Regions from separate parts of the Capra hircus genome. Here region 2 is linked to region 1. Evidence: chromatin contacts called from public Hi-C data. All regions are on one chromosome and are shown on one strand. Each heading gives the region's core, a stretch centred on a gene start, on an enhancer-like site or on the middle of the called end of the contact. The rest is flanking DNA. Distances are from core to core; before and after follow the strand shown. Region 1 has its middle 30 kb from the start of C1QTNF2. Region 2 has its middle 21 kb from the start of FABP6.

The links. A called contact is a pair of places that touch in the nucleus more often than the background predicts.
Region 2: a contact with region 1 is called in a Hi-C map of blood, with 6 times the contacts expected there. The contact joins two enhancer-like sites. A contact is called at or near these places in 2 of 5 Hi-C or Micro-C datasets (both in blood).

Annotation. Positions count from the first base shown.
Region 1 is chr7:38,663,672-38,668,149 of ARS1.2, forward strand. No RefSeq gene overlaps it. Among named protein-coding and RNA genes, the nearest start is that of C1QTNF2, 30 kb to the left of the region's middle. Within about 2 kb of position 2,585, at least 3 of the 5 cell types and tissues checked have an H3K27ac peak or open chromatin away from gene starts, as enhancers often do.
Region 2 is chr7:38,801,620-38,806,097 of ARS1.2, forward strand. No RefSeq gene overlaps it. Among named protein-coding and RNA genes, the nearest start is that of FABP6, 21 kb to the left of the region's middle. Within about 2 kb of position 1,817, at least 1 of the 5 cell types and tissues checked has an H3K27ac peak or open chromatin away from gene starts, as enhancers often do.

The DNA.
Region 1 (4,478 bases), core at 1,335-3,834:
CCAGCATCAGGGGCTTCTCCAGTGAGTCAGTTCTTAGCATCAGGTGGCCAAAGTATTGGAGTTTCAGCTTCAGCATCAGTCCTTCCAATGAATATTCAGGACTGATTTCCTTTAGGATTGACTGGTTGGATCTCCTTGCTGTCCAAGGGACTCTCAAGAGCCTTCTCCAACACCACACTTCAAAAGCATCAATTCTTCAGTGCTCAGCTTTCTTTATAGTTCAACTCTCACATCCATACATGACCACTGGAAAAGCCATAGTTTTGACTAGGTGGACCTTTGCTGGCAAAGTAATGTCTCTGCTTTTTAATATGCTGTCTAGGTTGCTCATAACTTTTCTTCCAAGGAGCAAGTGTCTTTTAATTTCATGGCTGCAGTCACCATCTGCAGTGATTTTGGAGCCCCTCAAAATAAAGTCTCACTGTTTCCAGTGTTTCCCCATCTATTTGCCATGAAGTGACAGGACCAGATGCCATGATCTTAGTTTTCTGAATGTTGAGTTTTAAGCCTACTTTTTCACTCTCCTCTTTTACTTCCATCAAGAGGCTCTTTAGTTCTTCTTCACTTTCTGCCATAAGGGTGGTGTCATCTGTATATATGAGGTTATTGATATTTTTCCTGGCAATCTTGATTCTAGCTTGTGCTTCATCTAGCCCAGCATTTAGAATGATGTACTCTGCATAGAAGTTAAATAAGCAGGGTAACAATTTGCAGCCTTGACATACTCCTTTCCCGATTTGGAACCAGTCTGTTGTTCCATGTCCAGTTCTAACTGTTGCTTCTTGACCTGCATACAGATTTCTCAGGAGGCAGGTAATGTGGTCTCATATTCCCATCTCTTTAAGAATTTTCCATACTGTGTTGTGATCCACACAGTCAAAGGCTTTGTCATAGTCAACAAAGCAGATGTTTTTCTGGAACTCTCTTGCTTTTTCAATGATCCAGCGGATGTTGGCAATTTGATCTCTGGTTCTTCTGCCTTTTCTAAATCCAGTTCGAACATCTGGAAGTTCACGGTTCACTGTTGAAGCCTGGATTTGAGAATTTTAAGCATTACTTTGCTAGGGTGTGAGATTAGTACAATTGTGCAGTAGTTTGAACATTCTTTGGCATTGCCTTTCTTTGGGATTGGAATGAAAACTGACCTTTTCCAGTCCTGTGGCCGCTGCTGAGTTTTCCAAATTTGCTGACATATTGAGTGCAGCACTTTGACAGCATCATCTTTTAGGATTTGAAAGAACTCAACTGGAATTCCACCACCTCCAACTAGCTTTGTTTGTAGTGATGCTTGGTAAGGCCCCCTTGACTTCGCATTCCAGGATGTCTGGCTCTAGTGAGTGATCACACCATCGTGATTATCTGGGTCATGAAGAACTGTGCATCTTTGTGGAATAAAATTTCCCTTGGCCCCAGGGTCTTTTCTCATAAGAGACGCACTTCAAAAGGCAGCCGTTACCAAACAGGAACAAAGCTGATGGCTAGTTAAAGTGGTAAGGACTGATTTTAATCAATCATGTATCACTGCAGTAGGGAAGGGTCTAGTGTGAACTGGACTCACTTTGGTTTATGCAGCAGCGTTTTAAATGAAGGATGGGGGAGTAGGGGTGGGGCTGTGGGGGATGAGCTCTGTAGACTCAGGGTAATGGAAAATTACAGAAGGGGGAGGGGCTGATCCAGGTGAATCTCGGATGTGCCTTTATGCCTGTTAGCAAACCCATGGTGAAGGACAGGGAAACCTGGTGTCTGCAGTCCATGGGGTCGCAAAGAGTCAGACACAACTGAGTGACTGAACAATAAAAAACAAACAGGCCTTTATCAAAATGGGGCTCCTACCCTCCCACAAAGACTGGGAAATGGGGTGCTATCTTCAGATGCTGGGTGGAACGATCAGTACATTCTTTGGCTGCCTTGAGTGTTTTCAGGCGGACACTTTAAGTGGGGGGATGCTTTATCCTAAGGATGTGGCCTTGAGCTGTTGAAAGCTTTATTAGTGTTTGTTCAAGTCTTTATGGCTGTAATCCACAGGCCCAGGAAAGAAGAAGGAGCCTGGCTAGAGTTTGGGCAAGGAGAGCATCTTTGTCACCATTCACTTCTGGAGAACGCCTGGGGAATCTGCAGCTCTGACTGTTACAGTGCAGAGAGCCCCAGACCCACACTGCCCTCACAGGCCAGCCCAGCCCAGCCCTCGCCCGACCTCGGGGCGCCTCTGACGACGAGAGTGTCAGCACATCAGGTACTGGCAGGGTCTTCCAATGCTAACTTCTGAATTAAGACTGTGATCAGGGGGAGGTCAACAAAGCAGTCACCTCAGGCACAGAATTCAAGGGGTGCCCCCCAAAGTAGTCAATAGAAATAATATTTTAATGCAACATTTTAATAAATCAAAATTAATACAAAAAAGTTTTGATGAACAAAATATCAAAATGTTAAGTAAAGATAGGGTCTGACAGTGCCGGCATTCGGGCAAGATAAGGAAGGCCCAGTTAGGCAAGAAGCATGCCTCAGACTCCCTGGGCAGCCAGGCCCTAGAGGTGGAAACTCTTCTTCATTCCCATGGGTGTCATCTTCACTCTTTCCACTAGGGGGCGAGCGTCTACCACACAAACCTCACCAGTCCCGCCGCTTAGAGGCTGGAAGACATCCCTGGCGTCTTCTCTCGCTGTTTCTAGATTCTGAGCCAAAGAGGGAAAAAAAGGGCGGGGGTGGGAGGCGGCAAGAAAGAGAGATTCTGATCCATGATATTATTCGACCATGACCCTCTGCTGGAGAAAAGAAAAAGAACCCAGAGCCACACACCTTCCTAGCATTTTCAGTTAAAGAGACTGCGTGCATGCTGCGCTGAGTCACTCAGTCGCGTCTGGCTCTTTGTGACCTTGTGGACTGTAGCCCACGAGGCTTCTCCGTGCGTACATTCACAATTACAGAGGCAGCTGGCAGAGTGCAGGAATACAGCAGTTGTCCAGGAAACAAGAAATCTGGGTTCCAGTCCTAGCTCTGTCTTCCCATTCCTTGTGTGGCTTCAGCCAAGTTATTTCACGTCAGATGGCCTCACTATCACTATCTGTGAAGCAAAGGATGGATCAGATGAGGTCTCAGAATCCATTTAGCACTAAACATTTGTGCTTCGGTCTCCAAAGCAGAGCTAAGAAAAGAGCCTGGAATTACTGAAATATAAATTAAAACAGCTGGATGAATCAAGCCAGCATGCTCTGAAGCACTGAACTTTCACATCTGGCCCTCTGCTTCTTCAGAAGACAATCGTCGGTTGCTATTATTAGGTTTCCTGAGCTGGAAGACAAGAAGACTCACTACTAGTGAACGTTAGCCACATGCTGAGTGTTACATGTATCGTCTTTTCTCAGTTTCTCAACCCTGCTGTGAGCAGTTATCATGACCACCGTTCCCACTTTAAAGATGGGGACGGTTGAGTCCTCAAAAGCTTGGGTCAATGCCAAAGGAGATAGATGGGCTCCAGGTTAGACATTTACAACTGGCCTCCTATTTGCATTTCATGGGCCACAAAGAAGTGGGCTTCAGGCTGGATGCTTACAACTCTAAGCACTTCCTGAGACAAGAGATAGGTGGGCTCCAGTTGAGCAATTTTACAATCAGCCTCCTGTTTTCCCTCCAAAATGAATGTAACAACAGAAACAGAGTAAACAGCCAGCCTTATCAGAGATTACGGGATCTCCGATTCCCCACCACCACCTTTTTTTGGGACAAAGACACTACACATATGTAAATTCTCCTTGTGGTCAAAAGTCAGGGGATAACGCCAGTCCATGAGTCTTGTTCCTCCCAGAAGCCTTCACTTCAAGATCCATCTTGGCTGAAGGGTGCATGCACACTCAGGGGAGTTTCCTAGGGCAGGTCAGGTATGGGAAAAGAAACCAGATAATTGGCTAAAGGTAAATAAAGACCTGGAAGAACTGACCTATATCAATGACTTAACCACCCCTTTACTGCGCTCCCCCTCACTAGGGGGGACACTCACACCCTTTCTCTTTGGGTGTACATCTCTACCTTACTTCTGTCTTAACTAAACAATACATTTCTCTGTGTGCTCTCATAGCACACAACAGATTGCTGTTGTGCTATGTGTCTAGTAATAAACTTTATACCTGCATTTGTAGTTTTTGCCTCCGTGATAAATGCATTTTTCACTGGGGGCATTTGCCCCTGGATCTTTTTTCCCTGGATCTTTAGCCTATATCCGTGGTTGGTTTGGTGGCTAGGATTCCTGCTTTCCATCCAGGCTACCCAGGTTTAATTCCTGGGTAGGAAATTAAGATCTCACCTCACACCTCCGTTCACTGCTGCCTCACCAAGATCAAGTCCAATCGCTAAGGCTGGAACCAAATGGGTGAATCTAGAGTCTGCACTTAGAACGACATTGGCCGTGAACGGGCCCCTTGGTGGGCAACAGGACCTCCCCGCCACACTGTGTGCCCCCCCCCCCCCATGGGAGGGGAACCAGA
Region 2 (4,478 bases), core at 567-3,066, 140 kb after region 1:
TTTAAAGATGAAATAATAAGCCGCCTGGGATTTGCTTCAAAACAATTGGGTGGGGGTGAAGTGGGGGAGTGGGTGGTGCAGAAGCAAAACAAGATTAACCACGTTGCTCATCGTGGGAGCTGGGTGATGGCTGCATGGGGTTCACGATAATAGTTTCTATATGTTCGTACATTTGTTAGTTCTTTCAAAAGAAAGCATAAGAGCTTGTCCAAGAATAAAAGGCATGGGGCGGGGGGGAGTCACTTCCTCAGAAAAGCCTTTCCAACCCTGGAGGCTAGGTGAGGCCCATTTTCTGTGCGGCCACATCACCTCTGTCACGGCACTCATACTAATTGCAACGACTCTGTTGGGTAGTTGTGGGTTATAATATCTCTCTCCCGCATAGACAGCAGAAAGTAGAGTTATGTCTGCCTAAATCCTTCTTCTGTCCCAGAGCACATTTGGTGAATAGATCAACGACAAGTGAGTGAATGAATGAGTTCAGAGACAGCTCACCATCTGGGCTGGTCCAGAGAAGGCAGTTCCCTGAAGAGAGGGAGGAGGAAGTGGAGAAAGGAGGGAAGAAGAGGAGGATGGAGAAGGAATCCCAGATGAGTTCTCTCCAACCCAAATATATTACATTATATCATGTCCTATCATATTATGTTGTATTATATAATTTTTCTTTGGTCACCATTTTCTTTCATTAAAGAGAGTTCTAGAATTAAGCTTCAAAATAGATAATATATTCACATGTTTCAGTATTCAAGAGAAACAAAAAAGGCCACAAAGAAAATCTCCCTTGGGAATTCCCTTGCAGTCTAGTGGTTAGGACTCCGCAGCTTTCACTGCCAAGGGCTTGGGTTCAATTCCTGGTCAGGGAACTAAGAACCCATAAGCAACCAGAGGTGACCCTTGCCCATCAGAGGAAGGGCTGCAGCCTGAGTTAGAGGATTCTGGGCCCAGGTCTGCCACCTTCGCTTGACAGGGGGCCTTACGTAGGCCACTTTCCCAATAATAATAGCTCTCTCCAGAAACTGAAAGTAGTAGTGTCTCAGTCGTATGGACTCTGCAACGCCATGGACTGTAGCCCGTCAGGCTCCTCTGTCCACGGGATTCTCCAGGCAAGAATACTGGAGTGGGTAGCTGATTCCCTCTCCAGGACATCTTCTCATCCAGGGATTGAACCCAGGTCTCCCACATTGCAGAAAGATTCTTTATGGTGTGAGCCACCAGGGAAGCTCCAGGCACAGCGATAAACATGTTGCATGTGTAACTTCCCACATCCCTAAGAGGCTGGAACGTTTGCAGCCTGAGCTCAGAGAGATTAGGGAACCAACTCAAGGCGGCCCAGGTCTTAAGTGACAGAGTCAAGACATACATCCAGTCTTGGCGGTCCAAAGTTAAGACTCTGCACTTCTACTGCAGAGGCTTGGGCTGGATCTCTGGTTGGGAGCTAAGACCTCACGAGCTATCAGGACAAAAAAGAAGAATTCCAAGTTTAACATTTTGTTTCACTGCCTTAGATTCACCTTCAGTGAGGTGAAGCAGAGAGACCCTGACAAGCCTTTCCATCTCAGAAAGTCACGTGACCTGTGACTGCACAGTGAGGGGCTCAGAGAGAAACTGGCTGCAGGTAGCAGGTGGGGATGTGGAGTTCTCTCCATGGAGAAGGCCATGTACAGCCCCCACTTCTTATAGGAAGACGTGAAGAGAACGAGAGGGAGAAGGAAAGGGAGCTGGGGAGAGAGAGAGAGACCCCCGCAGGTGGGACAGGCAGCAGAACCCAGCCCCGCTGCCTCTGGCGGCCACTGCAAGGAGATGCGGTGACCTGGAGCGCCCTCTGGTGGCGCGCTCCGCAGGATGTCCTAGGCAGGCGGAGCCCAGGGGAGGAAGGGCGACCCCTTTTCTCCACTAGGATCATCTCTGGGCGCAGGCGGGCGCTACGCCCAGGATTGTCCTTCCGTGTGGAGGGAAACCAGCTTAATAATAGTAACACTTCTGCTGCTGCTGCTGCTAAGTCGCTTCAGTCGTGTCCGACTCTGTGCGACCCCATAGATGGCAGCCCACCAGGCTCCGCCGTCCCTGGCATTCTCCAGGCAAGAACACTGGAGTGGGTTGCCATTTCCTTCTCCAATGCATGAAAGTGAAAAGTGAAAGTGAAGTCACTCAGTCGTGTCCGACTCTTCGTAACACTGAGGCACTCTCAAAAAGAGCGCCCCTGAGACTGCTGAAAGAAGGGAAAGGATTCTTGAAGCCATGGAGTCACATTAGAGTCTTTCTATGTGTAACTCCCCAAGTGTCCCCCTCCACTGTGACCAGGGACATCTTGCATTTGCCTCTGATGACATCTTCACCCGTTCACAGGGCTGCTGAACGCCTCCTGCCCCATCTCTCTAGGCTGAGCCGGCCCTGCCTGTGAGCCTCACTGAGCCCAAGGCCTCAAAGCCTGTGATGAGGCACAGAGCTGTCGACTACAAACTGGCACTTAGCAAGAGCACTGCCAATGACTGAGCAACAGAGGCATTTGCCACCTGCCTCCATGGAGACTGAACCCCAGGCTGCTGTAGCTGTTGACCTTCAGCAATGCCTGAGAGAGCTCAGGGTGGACTGAGGCACTCTGCTCCAGGGAATCTGGTGGGACCGGTCTTTAGATAGTTGGATGTTTTTAGGAACAGATTTTATGCTCTCAATCTTTGCATCGCCTCATATCTAGAGAAGCACTAAATCCCTTAATGGTGACGTCAGACCCTCATGACTATCCAAAACCCTTTTGTAAATTGAGTGCTTCGTGGTATTGAGCTCCCCCTTCACCAAAACCTTATATATTGAATTTCCCCCACTGCCGCTTTTGAGCAGTCTCTCAGAGCTATCTGAGATTGTTCTTCCTGGGCTGCAGTCCTCATTTTGCCCCCAATAACCCTGAACTCACAACTCTCAAGTTGTACATCTTTTTTAGTTGGCAGAGTCATAGCAAGGACAGGGGCTCTTGAGACCATCAAACTGTTCTTTCTTTCGTTTATTCAGTTAGTGTGTATGGAGCCCCTACTATGTGCCAGCCACGTGGGCCCTGTGGATGCAGGAATTAATGACAGACAAGGAATTGAGATTCCAGGCAAGGCGAGGCAGACAACAAAGAAGGTAAGCCGTGTGGCCCAAAAGTGAAAGGCGAAGTCGCGAAGTCGTGTCTGACTCTCTGCGACCCCATGCACTAGAGCCTACCAGGTTCCTCCATCCATGGGATTTTCCAGGCAAGAATACTGGAGTGGGTTGCCATTCCCTTCTCCAGGAGAAGGTGTGGTCCAAAGTGCCTTGAAAAATATGCAATGGAAGAAAGTGCCCACGTTTGAGGAAATGTTTTAAGGTGAGGAGGGAAGGGAAGGCCTGTCTGGCGAGGCATGCTGAGGACACAGGACTGGGGAGAGCAGGGAGCGGAACGTCAGGTAAAAGCTGGGGGCTGAGGACCACATCTGCCTGAATGTGCGCCAGGGGCCTGGATGTTTGGCTTTGATTCTGGAGTCCAAGGAAGTCACTGGAGGGCTGTGAGCGAGGACGGCATGATCTGAATTGCAGTTTTAATAATAGGTCATTCCATTTGCTTGGAGAACAAATGACAGGAAGGGTGAGAGTGGAAGCAGGGAGGCAGCTAGGAGAGGGCTCCAGGTCTCCAGATAAACAGGGGTGGCTGCTGAACCAGAGTGGGGCGGAGTCCGATTCTGAGGAATCTGAGAGGCCAGATGGAAAAGAGCAGCTGGTGGGCCGCAGGTGGAGGGGCTGAGACCAGGCTGGTGCCTCCCCCTCCACACTCCTTCCAGCCTGAGGATAGGGCCACTGAGTCATCTGCTGGGCTCACTTAGAAGAGGGGCAAAGGACCCTAGACTCTTGCCATAAGCCCCCAGGGATGTGGCTCAGAGTATTCAGCGGCTGGGGACCTGGAGGCCAGAGAGGCTTCCAGCCTCACAGAGCTCTTTCCCCCTCTCATTCTCATACCCATCACTGTCTCCTTTCTTTGTCTCTTTTCTTTCTCCCTTCCCTCTCCAGCTCTTACACACACACACACACATGCATGCACGCAGTTTACTGCAGCCTTTATCAGAAGGAAGCCTCCTGCAGAGACAAAGGGTCTCCTGAGACTGAGCAAGAGGAGCTGACAGTGGAGTTTTGCAAGGAGTGGGGTGCGGGCTTTGCTGCCTTTCACATCACCTCCTGTTCTTGCTGCCTCCACGCCACCCTCTTGGCTCCTGCGGCGTTTCCACCGAAACCCATGATTCTGAGCTGTATGCAACTGTGTCTCCTTGGGTAATGTGGCAATACCTGTAAACATTTTTGGTTATCATAAGTTGAGAGGGGATGCCTCTAGTGGGTGGGAGCCAGGAATGCTGCTAAATACCCTTCAAGGCTCAGGATGGCCCCCACAACAAAAGAATGATCTTGCCCCAAATGTCAACAGTGCTGAGCCTGAGAGGGACTATCACGCCGTCATCACGCTGTCATTTACC